Regions from separate parts of the Sus scrofa genome. Here region 2 is linked to region 1. Evidence: chromatin contacts called from public Hi-C data. All regions are on one chromosome and are shown on one strand. Each heading gives the region's core, a stretch centred on a gene start, on an enhancer-like site or on the middle of the called end of the contact. The rest is flanking DNA. Distances are from core to core; before and after follow the strand shown.

Region 1 (2,624 bases), core at 59-2,558:
TCCTAGATGTACTTCTTTGGGTTTTAACAATTTTGAGTTAATTGCTATGAATGAAGATTTTGGAAGAGCTGACATTTTGCAAACTTGAATGTCTGCTTTATCTGGAAAACATGGCGAGGCGGAGCCACCTCAGGGCGGTTATCTACTGACACTTGGAGCTGAAAGGCATGACCACCCCTTGCGTGGGCACGGCTCCCAGGGGCAGCTCCCTGTGGGGGGGCTGGGTGTGAGACCCAGCATCCTCTGGGCACATCCCACCCTCTTGCCAGATGAGGGGGCCGAACCTCCAGGATGAGGCTGGGAGCACCAAGGAAGCAAACGCGTTGGCAGGAAGAGGGACTTTCAAGGAAACCCAGGCAGAGGTTTCCTTCGGAAGCCACATTCTGGCCTGAGAGTCCATGGGGACTCACCCTTCTCATTCCAGGAACAGAAATCGATTGTGGGAGAGCTTGTGGAATGCCCTGGACTCAAAGGCAGTGAATGAGATTTTGAAAAGGCTGCTCGATGATGCTTTTCTCAGCAGCTGGCAGTAATAAAGTAAAATCGATCCAGGGCTTTGAACAAAAAACCCTTCGACCCTTGCCAGAGAATGTTTGTCTCATCCGTCTACCAGGCGAGCAACAAGAGTTGTTGAAATGCAGCTGGGGTCCAGCCATGCTGGGCTGAGGGTCTTCTGGCAGCCCCCATGCCTCTCAGACTGCCCATTACTGCCTGAAGAGAGGAAGGGATGGTGGCAGAGCTGCTGAGTGGTCCCCATCCTTGTCACTATTCTCATGGGCATAGCGTGTCCACACCTCTGGATGTGGACGGATAGATGGAGCACCACAGAGGCTTTATCAGCGCATCTCAGCCTCAGGAATTGGCCTCCCCACCTCCCCCTGCTGTCAAGTCCCAGCTTCATGTCTCATGGGCTGTGTGACCCAGGGTGAAGTGGGTGACCTCTCTGGGCCTGTTTCCAAATTTGTAAAGCCAGACTGCTCAGAACCCCTGTGCCCAGGTTGACATCAGGATTAAATGCAGTAGACCCATGTGGAAGGCTGGCACACAGTCTAGCCTTTGGTTAACCAGTCAGTTGCCCTCCCACCGATGCATCCTGAGTTTTTCCATCTCCTGGCCTTTGCCCACGCTGTTCCCTCCCCCATTCTGTTCCTTCTCCCAAAGCACATTGCCCACTGCCCTCCTGCAGCCTAGATCTCAGCCAGACTGGAGTGCCCACAGGATAGGGGTCCCCAGCAGTGCCCAGGGCCAGAACACAGAGGACCCGGGAAGCCCTTGCCGGATGTGGTCTGTGGGTGACAGGTCTCCAGGGCACACTTCCTCCTCTCCGTTGAGGGGAAGAACAAATCTGCCCCAGGGAAGGGGAGGGTGTCAGAGCAGGAGACAGACCTGCAGCGGAGGGACATGTGCCTCTGTGTGTTCACCCACCAACACAGCTCAGCTCTCCATCTCCTCAGCCCTCCAGGCCAGCCCACCCTCGTCCCCTTTTTGGTGACTGCAGGCCTCCTCCCATGCCCCCCACCACCACCTGGGACCCTGGGACTCTCCCCCACCGCTGGGGAAGCATGAATGGCACTGCGGCTGCAGAAAACCATTCAGCAGTTTCTCATAACCAATCAACCAGCACATCTAGGCCTGGGCAATGACTAAAGAGAAATGAAAACATACGTTCCTGCAGGACTTGTACAAGAATGTGAATGGCAGCACTCTTGCTAAGAGCCAAAAGCTGGAAATAGCCTGGTTGTACATGTCCACAGGGCAGTGAAAACAGACAGACAGATGGAGGATGCCTGGGATGCCCAAGCCAGAGGGTCCCCCAAACCATGGACCACCATTTAAATGTCATTTATACAGACTCTAAATCAGGGGTGTGAATCTGTGGGTTTGGAAATAGGAATAGGGATTGCCACTATTTGGGGGGAGGGCAGGGCATGACTGGAAGGACCACCTTTTGAGGTTGGAAAGGTGCCATCTCCTGACCTCAGGTGTGCATACTTTGGCTCTGAGGATATCACTCAGTTTGATGAATGCTTCAGGAAAAATCAAAAGAAAGAGCCCCCCAAACACTGAGCTCTCCTTGCTTTGAACCAGCCCATGCACGGCTGGCTGGCACTGCGCCCACACGCCTCCCAGCCTCTGCGATCACCCTACCCCAGCTCTGTCACTCACCTCTTCCTCCCCACCACACAGACCCCTGGGCTTCCCTCAGACCCTGAGCTCCTGTTCAGGGTACCTTCCCCCAGCCCTTCCTGGCTGGCTCCTTCCCATCATTTAGGTCAAGGTCTCCTCACCCAAGACCTGGTTATATTTTCACCCTAACTTGGAGAACCATGTGAATGTACCTTGACTGTTTATACGCCCATATATTTATCTGGCCGCAGGCCTGAGTCCACAGGGTCCAGCACCGTATTCCCAGGGCCCAGAGCAGTGTCTGGCCCATGGCAGGTGCCCCCAGACCTCTGCTAAATGAATAAATGGGGCTGTAGCCCCCACGTGTGGGGGCGCCCCTCCTACACACATCCACAAACTGCAAAACTACTGTTTGTAGCTGGGGTTAATGCCCCCACACCCCTACCTTGGGACTGCATTCAACCCCACAGGGAGCCTCTCCCCAGAGAGACCAGGAT
Region 2 (2,624 bases), core at 94-2,593, 100 kb after region 1:
CAGGAGTTCTCCACAGGTCCCAGTCTCTGCAATCCCAGATCCAATCACTTCATTGCCAGGCGGGAATGAAGAGCAGAAACTGGGGCTCTAAGTAGGTAGTGATTTGAAAGACACCCAGAAAGCCAGCCCTTCCAGATACTGTCCTCACTGGCTGGCCATACACCCTGGAGATTGCAACATGCTGTAGGAAACACGTGTTACTTGTGAGGGAGAACATCTGTTTACACAAATCACTCATTTGCCTGTTAATATGAGGGGGCATGGGTTAATTAACCCTTCAACTTAGCTAGCACATAGGAGGCGCTCCCAGGAAGGAGACAGGAAGAGTAGTGCTGGTAAAGAGAACAGCAAGAGCTGGTGTGAGGAGGCCTGGTTGGGGTCCCACTGTTGGAAGCCCTGAGCATCATGGGGCCCCAGGGGGTCTCAGGACACCAGGGAAGGAGAGACAGAAGGAAGGAGTAGGAAGAGCCTCCAGGTCCCCCACCCAGCAGGGTTCCTGCAAGTTACCTTTTCAGACTGAAATTTCCTCCTCTGCTGGAGAAAAGACCTGAGGCAGAGCCCTCCACGTGAGGGTCCTGGGAGTCCAGGACCCCCTAAGTCTAATCTTCCAAGATTTTCATGGAGTCCAAGAATTGTGAGAATATATTATTAAATATTGTCTTCCCATGGTATTTTTGAAAATTAATCAAAGATATTGTAGCTCAAAGGCTCTGTTTCTAGGCTCCAAGAGTTTAAAATTTGATGTTCTCCAGGGTCCAAGCTTTTAAATTCAGTCCTTATGAGACTGCATGAATCCATCATATTTTCTCACCTAGACCCATAGCTGTAACCTCATAACCGCAGTGAAGTCAATGATTTGTTTGTGTGCTATCTGTACTATGATTTTTCTTTAAACTTAAAATTTAAATTAAAATTTAAAACCTTTATTTTAACCTAACCTTATTCTAAATAACAATAGTATCTGTGAAACCATGGATCGGATGGAAAAAAAAAACCCTGCTATTTTTCTAAAAACATCCCAAAGAAGCTTTGGTAATGTAGGTCCCGGCGCTCCCAGAAGCCATCTCAGTCACCATGAGCAATTTGGATACCACATTTCAGAAGCTACTGTCTAAAGTGCCAGCCCCTTATTCCTCAGGGAAGGAAGCATAGAAACATCTGCTTGCAAGTGGGAAGCAGGTCGCCTGTAGGGCAGTGTTTGGGCACTGAGAATATGAGGTCCACCCACCCATGGGTCTCAGAGGAAGGCTGTGCAGTCCTGCTCTGGGTGGAGGTCACAGTTGGGAGGCTGAATGCCCTCCTGCTCAGCTCTCAGGTTTGAGACCAGTGGGCTGGAACCACTGGGGGACACTGTGTAACATCACCATCTAGTGGCCAAAATGCAAAAGCTCCGAGGAAAGAAGCAGAGATGGGATAGCTCCTGGATTTGAAAAAGGTGTAGACCAACCAAGACAGATGACTGAGAGACAAAGCAATCTGCAGCTGATCAGTACAGAAACAGCTTAAGTGTCCATCCAATGGAGCACTGGTTAAAAAATCATAGTATATTACACGGAATAGTATGCAGGCATTGCCAAGGAGGTTATTGAGATATGTTGCTAATGTTGAAAGATGCTCCACTGAGTGGGGAAAAAGAGCATGAATCAAAGCAACTCCATACAACCTGTGTAAGTGAGAATATAAATCCACTTTGGGTCCATCTAGGAGAGAATGTCTGATACTCCCCATCTTCCCTGTGGCAATAAATGGACCTCATTCACACAGCTGCTCAAGCCAGAAACCCAGCATCTCTTAGCCCCTTTCCCCCACCCTTACACCCACTCCAGTTTCCCTGCTTCTCTCCCTCTCCGTGGCTACCACCTTGGGCAGACCCAGCATCACCACTGCTTCTCCACCCCACAGCCAAGAGAGATGTCCTGAATGACAGCCAGACCATCCTGCCTGCCCCCTAACCTGATTAAAATCTTCCAGCAGCTTCCCGACTCACATAGGATACAAGCCAACTCCATTGGCCTGGCCTTCAGGCCTCTGCCAACCTCTTCCCACAGCCATGACCCTCTTTCACTCTGTTCCTGCTCCCTGAGCTGCTGTCACTTGTCACTCAGAACCCCTGAGTCTTCGCATGTGCTGGCTCCCTACCCTGAGACACTCTTGGCTCTGCTGCTCTCCAAATTTCCACTCGGAGTTCAGGCCTGGGAACAGAGTCACCTTCCTAGAAGTAATGGGATTTCGTCTTTGTATTTTCTGATTTGTTTGGTAACAAGTATTATTTTGATATCATCAGAAGAAAGTCAAATTATATTCATTTTAAAATAAAGTCAAATTTATTGACTACTGGCAGACGATGAGTTAAAGAAGGGGAAGGTCTGTGTGGGCTGGAAGCCTGGGGAAGGTTTCCAGGGAGGTGAGGATTGGAGGAATGGAAACATTAAGCATGGGAAAGAGAACAATATTCCAGAAAGGAAAACTGTGAACCAAGGCATGGAGCAGGGCAGGGGCAACTGGAGGAGATTTTATCTGCCTGGCATGTTTAATTCTGGTGGCAAACCCTCTTCTGCTCTCAGGATCCACCCTTCCCACATTCTCAGACCATGTGTTCCAGCGAGGCTGATTCTCGGTATGCG

What was found. A called contact is a pair of places that touch in the nucleus more often than the background predicts.
Region 2: a Hi-C map of alveolar macrophages shows a contact between it and region 1, with 2.0 times the contacts expected there. The contact joins two enhancer-like sites. A contact is called at or near these places in 2 of 5 promoter capture datasets (both in liver), 7 of 47 Hi-C or Micro-C datasets (alveolar macrophages, blood, embryonic fibroblasts and 3 more) and 2 of 2 datasets of contacts at active chromatin or transcription factors (alveolar macrophages and skeletal muscle).

The regions. Positions count from the first base shown.
Region 1 is chr13:70,175,938-70,178,561 of Sscrofa11.1, forward strand. No RefSeq gene overlaps it. Among named protein-coding and RNA genes, the nearest start is that of SLC6A6, 43 kb to the left of the region's middle. Within about 2 kb of position 1,309, at least 7 of the 83 cell types and tissues checked have an H3K27ac peak or open chromatin away from gene starts, as enhancers often do. A contact at or near this core is called in alveolar macrophages, where this site is marked.
Region 2 is chr13:70,276,923-70,279,546 of Sscrofa11.1, forward strand. No RefSeq gene overlaps it. Among named protein-coding and RNA genes, the nearest start is that of LSM3, 70 kb to the right of the region's middle. Within about 2 kb of position 1,344, at least 9 of the 83 cell types and tissues checked have an H3K27ac peak or open chromatin away from gene starts, as enhancers often do. A contact at or near this core is called in alveolar macrophages, where this site is marked.